Regions from separate parts of the Sus scrofa genome. Here region 1 is linked to region 2. A link is a contact called in public HiChIP or PLAC-seq data. All regions are on one chromosome and are shown on one strand. The core of a region is the stretch at or near the end of the contact, and the rest is flanking DNA. Distances in the headings are between cores, read along the strand shown.

What was found. HiChIP or PLAC-seq counts read pairs in DNA pulled down with a chosen protein or histone mark.
Region 1: an H3K27ac HiChIP or PLAC-seq map of alveolar macrophages shows a contact between it and region 2. The contact joins two enhancer-like sites. A contact is called at or near these places in 3 of 5 promoter capture datasets (fetal skeletal muscle, liver and skeletal muscle), 11 of 47 Hi-C or Micro-C datasets (alveolar macrophages, embryonic fibroblasts, epiblast stem cells and 5 more) and 2 of 2 datasets of contacts at active chromatin or transcription factors (alveolar macrophages and skeletal muscle).

Annotation. Positions count from the first base shown.
Region 1 is chr13:73,811,516-73,815,030 of Sscrofa11.1, reverse strand. The region is part of intron 5 of ACAD11 (acyl-CoA dehydrogenase family member 11); the gene reads left to right. Among named protein-coding and RNA genes, the nearest start is that of UBA5, 18 kb to the left of the region's middle. Within about 2 kb of position 1,675, at least 2 of the 83 cell types and tissues checked have an H3K27ac peak or open chromatin away from gene starts, as enhancers often do. A contact at or near this core is called in alveolar macrophages, where this site is marked.
Region 2 is chr13:73,696,296-73,699,994 of Sscrofa11.1, reverse strand. It overlaps DNAJC13 (dnaJ homolog subfamily C member 13), which reads right to left. Exons shown (of 57, transcript XM_021069457.1): 53 at 3,689-3,699; 54 at 3,234-3,374; 55 at 1,224-1,367. Among named protein-coding and RNA genes, the nearest start is that of ACKR4, 76 kb to the left of the region's middle. Within about 2 kb of position 2,159, at least 1 of the 83 cell types and tissues checked has an H3K27ac peak or open chromatin away from gene starts, as enhancers often do. A contact at or near this core is called in alveolar macrophages, where this site is marked.

The DNA.
Region 1 (3,515 bases), core at 426-2,925, 120 kb before region 2:
TGTCTTCTACTTTAAACCTGGTAATCCCATAATTACTAGTTAAATCAAATTTAATCAATTTCTGTCTCATATAAATATCATAGATAATTTTTATGGAAATAACATATGGTTGGCAGACTATAAGTCAACTAGCGTTTATTCATTACCAACTATGTGCTCTAAAACATGGGGTTAGTCAGCTCTTGAGGAACTCAAAATACAGATAGAAAAGACACTGAGGTAACAGCAGAGAACAGTATGTACCCAAGCGCTAAAGCATATCATACAGAGTAAACTACAAAAGCCATCAAAGAGGGCAAAGATACCCACTGTGGACTGGCATTTAAGAGCTATGAAACTTTAGAATTTATTCTAGTCAGTAGTTTTATCTTTTCCACCCTTTTTTTAAAAAATTCATAAGTAAGAAAGAAGTTAAACCATATTTCTTTTTTCATGAAGTCACTTTGCAAATTGGAAAATCAGTCCCTAGATTATACCAAATTGAGTGTATGTGCTCAACTGTATATATTCCTAGGGATATGATTGAAAGTATCCTATTTTTCCTTTGAGGGTAAGGATTATGTCTTTAATTAATTTTTTTCTTACCTTGTCTCTAGAATCTACATTGTTGATGCTCAATAAATAAGGACCGTCTGTATACTAAGAGCTCCTAGAAAGCAATAAATATATCTTACTTATGAAGCAAGTGGTTACATGTTTCTGAATGAAACTATGTTAAAAGAATTGATTTTAATTAATCACTATTTCCATCTCATTTACTTAGTTTTTATTCTCTAGCAGTATAACCTTAAAGCAAATTATTTAACCCCTCTCTGTGCCTCACTTTTTATTTTAACTTTTTATTTGGAAATCATTAATGACTCACAGGAAGTTGTAAAAATAGTACTGAGGGACCTGTGTATCCATTATCCAGATACCCCAAATAGATCTCACGCAACTATAGTATATTGTCAAAGCCAGGAAATTGATGTTGTCTGCCTTCTGAATTGGGAAAAAAAATTTCAGGGTACAAAGATGCTAAAATGAAGTAATTGACGTGGAGCAACTAGCCGGGTACGTGCCACAGCTGGTACTCAATTTATTTTAATTTTCTTCTCTTCCATTCTTTTACCCTCTATTTTTTATATCCTACTTTTCTAAAATTGCCTGTCAAGCTCTATTCTTTACAAAAAATCAGGGTAAAAGTAAATCTTTTTTTTTTTTTTTGGCCATATCCACAGCAAATGTAAATTCCTGGGCCAGGGATCAAACCTAAGCCACAGCAGTGACAATGCTGGATCCTTAACACACTGCATCATAAGAGAACTCTTAAATCTTTTCTTTTTAGTAAATATGTACTAAAGCTCAAACAGTGGCTATGGGGGATGAAATTATAAGTTATACATTTCTGTAATGTTTAAAGTTTGAGGTTTTCCTATTGTTTTTTTCCCCCTAACAGCTGCATGTTTTATTTTGGTAAATACAAACAATTAAGAAAGGAAACAAAAACAGTTTTAAATGATAAACTGTCTAGGAACGTGTGTGGTAAACCAATAAGGAATTACTAAAGGGAATAACAAAACTAAAGCGTATTGCTCAATTTCATAATCCCTAGTTATTTTCTAATTACTGATATGTAAAGTATTCAAAGCATGTTTGAGGAAGTGTTTCAGTAGTACAACATGCTTACTGTAATGTTAAAAAGAAATTCAGGGAGTTCCCGTTGTAGCTCAGCAGTAACGAACCCAACTAGTATCCATGAGGCTGAGGGTTTGATCTCTAGCCCTGTTCAGTGGGTTAAGGTTCTGGCATTGCTAAGGCTGTGGTGTAGGCCAGCAGCTGTAGCACTGATTCAGCTCCTAGGCTGGGAACTTCCACATGCCACAAGTATGGCCCTAAAAAAAAAAAAAAGAAAGGAATCCAGTTTTCCTGAAAAGTGTCATTAATTTTTTAAATACAAATGTTATCCATCTAGCAGAGAAATGTTTAAGATTTTGGAATTTAATGTGCATATTTCCATTTCAACTTGAAATATAAATATATTTAATTAGGAACAGGTAAACCCATAGATAATCCTCTGTATTCATTAATTTGTAGTCAGATACATTTAAGATAAATATAAGTACACTGGTTCTTCTGAAGTCATCTGCCTTGCAGCCATTTATATTATGGGAAAAAAAAGATTTGATAGACAAAACGAAACTTGTATTTTGGTGGAGTTCCCTAGTAGTCTAGAGGTTAGGACTCAACGCTTCCATTGCTGTGGCCCAGGTTCAGTCCCTGGTCTGGTAACTAAGATCCCAGATCATGCCAGGGTCAAAGCGGGAAAAAAAATCTTGTATTTTAGATGGATTTTTTTTCTTTTTAATTCCCCCATTATTTCTAAGATGTCAGTGTAGTTGGAGAAAAGCTTAGTTATAAAATTTAATTTCATTGTTAGAAAAGACATGGGAATTGGGTTTTTTCCAATCTTTTTATTTACAGATGTTTTAAGATACTGTTTATATGCTCTTTGTTCATAAAGCCATGTTTTGAACTCAGGCCTACAGACTTCCCATGCAGTATAATTTATTCCACACTGTACTGCTTCTTATCTATACTGAAATCAGTCAACTTCAGTAATCTAGAAATTGAAATCCTTGTTTTTGACCATGCCCTCACTACCTTCTATTTCTTTTATTTCTTTTCGTCTTTTTTTTTTTTTTTTTTTTTTTTAGGGCCTTACTCACGACATATGGACGTTCCCAGGCTAGGGGTCACATCGGAGCTGCTCTCCGAGCCATGCCTGTGACCTACACCACAGCTCGCGGCAGTGCTGGATCTTTAGCCCACTGAGGCCAGGGATCGAACCTGCATCCTCATGGATACTAGTCAGATTCTTTTCCTCTGAGCAACGACGGGAATTCTTGCTTCTTTTATTTCTTTATGCCTTACCTGAGATGCTACAAATTTGATTACCCTTAACTTTAGAATCCATGAACCCCTTATAACTTCCTTTGCCTTCTCATCCTACCTGGCCCATGTGGACATGATCAGTCAGTTCAAAAACTACCTTCCTAAGAGAGTGAATTAATAATATTTTGACTATGGATGTGTGTGTAAGTAATGTAAGAGTTATAAAATTTCCTGAACTTAGGTTACTTGTTACTCCAGAATCTTCTCACCTCTTGACTTTCTATTTACTCTCCAACTCTAATCTTGGGTCATCATATTTTTGCTACAGAATAAGGTCAAAAAGTCAGGTAATAGGGTCAGGGACATATTTATGCGACATAATTTCATCTAGGCTATAACTTCATTTCTTTGTAAAATCTGACTGAGTAGCATTCCATTGCAGATAGATAGATAGATAGATAGATAGATAGGTAGGTAGATAATCACATCTCCTTTATCCATTCATCTATTGATGGACATTTAGGCTGCTTCCATATCTTGGCTATTGTAAATAATGCTGCTATGAACATTAGATGCGTATTATCATTTTGAATTAGTGTTTTCATGTTTTTACAATATATACCCAGGAGTGGAATTGCTGG
Region 2 (3,699 bases), core at 910-3,409:
CAGAACCCATAGGCAACTTTATATGACTGAAGCATGACATACTCTCTCTTTTCTTTACTATTACCTTAAATAGTTCAAATGATGATACTGCTAGAATGGACAATGGCATACAAAATGTTTCTTTAGTTGGAACATACAGTGGATTCACTAAGGGAAAGCTGCCAGTCAACTTAAACCTACAGAAGAACATTAGTAGGCAGAAACAGTCTAAACGTTTGTGAACAAATGATGGGTAAGCAAATTGTGACACATATATATACACACACGATGGAATATTACCCATCCTTAAAAAGGAATGAAGTGTTGAAACATGTTAAAACACTGATGAACCTCAAAAACATGCTAAGTTACAAAAGCCAGACACAAAAGGTCACATATCGTATGATTCCATTGATGTGAAATGTCCAGACGAGGTCAATTTATAGAAGACAGAGTGAACTGCCAGAAGCTGAGGGGAGGAAAAAATGGGGAATAATTGCTTAATTTGTACAGAAGTTGTTTAGAAATTGGATAAGGTGGTGGTTACACAATACAGTTAATGCCAAATAACAACTGGTATACTAAAAACCAATAACTTGTTTGATTTAAAGTGATTAATTTTATGTTATGTAAATTTCACTTCGAGTTAAAAGAGAGAGCATTAATACATAGGGCTACACAATAAAACTGAATGAAGACTCCTCAGAAGCAACATTAATAAAATCAATGAGGAAAATTACTGAACTGGTTTGAACTCAGCATATGCATGCTGCTGACACATTAATAGATATTTAAGTCACAACAAAAAGGAAACCAACAATTCCTAAATGTTAAGAAAGAAAGGAGATGAAACTAAAATGATGTTCTGTATCTTTTAAAATGGTATTATGGGATGGTTAATGAATGTGGTTATCACTATTCCATAAGAACTCTGAGAACTGGACGTTAATCTTAACCAGCACTAATGCTCAATATTCTTCTGTGCTGAAGAAATGTTCAACATGCTATCACTATCCAGAAAAAGAATCCTCCTGGGTGGCAATCTGAGTATATACGGTTTGTGTTTTATGAGGTAGCTATGCTAGTGCATCCCTGGTCTGGGGCTCTGCTCCAGTTAAGGTCAGGAACCACGTCTGTAAGTGGAACATGAGTTGTGGTGCATGGATCACCAATAGCCAAGACCTTTGGCTCTGAGAGTACCTTGTTATAATTGGCAGATCAAAGTTACCTCTGTGCAGACTCACCTGTTCTCCATGCTGCAGGCTTCGAGTCATTGCCTTGAGAGCTTTAACAATCTGAGCCTTTGTGGCTGCTGGGCTGTCCAGATTTTCAAGGCCAATGCCTTCAAGTAATTTTAAGAGGTATGGGACCAAATCTGCTTTCAGGGCCTAGAAAAGAATATTAAGTATATGTATGTCTACGTGTGTGTGTGTGTGTGTGCATATATACACATTTTGCATACACTTTAAGAAATGTAAGCCATCCACTGAAGAAATAATTTCACCCCAGGCCCGTACCTAGAAGAGGACACTCTGCTTTATTTTATTTTAATGCCACATGCAGATTTTTTGGCGGGAGAGGCAGTATTTAACGGTAACGACATTTTCATTTAATGAGGTTTTATTCTGTTTCATCAACTATTCTACATGCTACATACACTGATTATTTTACTTAGTCCTCCCAACACCAAATGATGTAGGCACAATTATCACCAATGGGAAAATCAGTGCATGGCGGGTAAAACGTGCTGATGGTCACAAAGTTGGGCAGTATTGGATCTGTATCTGGACCTGAGCTTTTAGCCAGTATACTGATCCGCCTCCTCTAATGACATATACTGATAGGCAACAGCATTTGAAGCATATTAGTATTTTTTTCACATCTTAAAACATCAACCTTGACATCCACCATACACTTTGTATCACTCACATAAAAGCTAAGTAATACTCTGGTGCCATGCAATTTTCACTGCCTGCTCTGAAATCCAAAGGGAAGAGGTGGAAGTAACTAACATTTAGTAAATGTACCTCTTTTTACAGATATTATTCTCATAACAACCCTGTGAGGAGTCGTAACTTTATTTTACAGATGAGGAATCTGAGCACTGCAGGGTTAAATACCATGCCTTAGGTCACAGAGCCATCAAGTGGTAGAACTAGCTCATGTTCTTTCCAATACAATAACCCTCTTGGCCAACTCTAAGTCTGAACCTCAGAGCATCCAATTTTCTCCTTGAAATGTACCCAGTACTCCTAACCTGCCTGAATGAGGAAGAGGGGTGGAAATAGGGGTGGGGGGCGGAGAAAAGATGAGAAAGGAAAAGAGGCTAGGAAACAGGAGGGCCAGATAATAAAGATGTAAGGCCTTGTACCCAGGCTAAGGAGGTCAGATGTCACTTTGTCATCTGGCAGTAAGGGGAAACAATGAGGGATTTGTAAGAGGAAGAATGGGTTATATTTAAAAGTTGTATTTTAGAAAGATCATTTTTGCAATGGCTTTTACATGTGTTGTATGTTCTTTGTTCCCTTGGTGTCTGCTACTTTACATTGGCACCCACCAAGTCTCCTTTTCATGAGGTCAGTACTTTCTTTGAAAAGGACTACAAAAACCTTGGCATGTTTCTTAAACATGACTTTAAAAACAAAGGAATGAACAAATAGAACGAATCTTTCCAAAAAGGATAAAGCAAATTTTATAAAGCAAGCTAGGGATAAAAGCTTAGTAAATAACCAAAATTTAAATTTCAAACATCAGGAGTTTCCATCATGTCTCAGTGCATAAGGAACCCAACTAGGATCCATGAGGATACAGGTTCAATCCCTGGCCTCGCTCAGTGGGTCTGGGATCCAGTGTTGCCATGAGCTGTAGCATAGGTCACAGACGTGGCTGTGATCTGATGTTGCTGTGGCTGTGGTATATGGGGGGCAGCTGTAGTTCCAATTGGACCCCTAGCCTGGGAACCTCCATATACCTCGGGTGCAGCCCTAAAAAGCAAAATAAATAAATAAATAAATAAAATAAAATAAATAAATAAATTTCATACATCACAAAATTACTCTGACACTGGCTGGCCCACCTTCTCGGTGTGCTCCTGTACATGTGTGTGTATAAAATATAAAAATATGTATGCACAAACTCACAAGTTATCTCTGTGCCAAATTGCTGAACCTAAGAGAAGTCAAAATCAGTGCTAAAGAAGTGAAAATCTGTTTGGTATGTTGCTTCTTAAAATAGAAATCTAGAAAGTCACTTACTTGTGCTACTAATTCATTCTGCTCCTTCTGAAACATTCGATTAATTGCTTCACAGGCTAGACCAACAGTATCTGGTCGCTTTTTCATTCCATTCATCAGTGGGCCAATGGTCTCCAAAGATGCCATGGCTCGAACACACAGCTAAGTGCCCCAAAGAGAAGGTTACTTGTAGACCAGCAATATTTTATACAACACAGCAAATACCACAATAACAAGATATATGAAAAACCCACATTCATTTTAATTTTAATAATGAACCAAGTCAAATTCAGTCTCCTTAATATGGTTAATACCATATCATTTAAACCAGTTTAAGAATCATTACAATACCACATGGCACATGTGGATTAAGGCAAATGGTAGAAAGGGGATTTGTACTGCAACGTACAATAGTCAGAAAGAGAGAGCACAGATAAATTCCAAAGCTATAAGCTACTAAATGGATTTATCAATACCTCATTTTCAG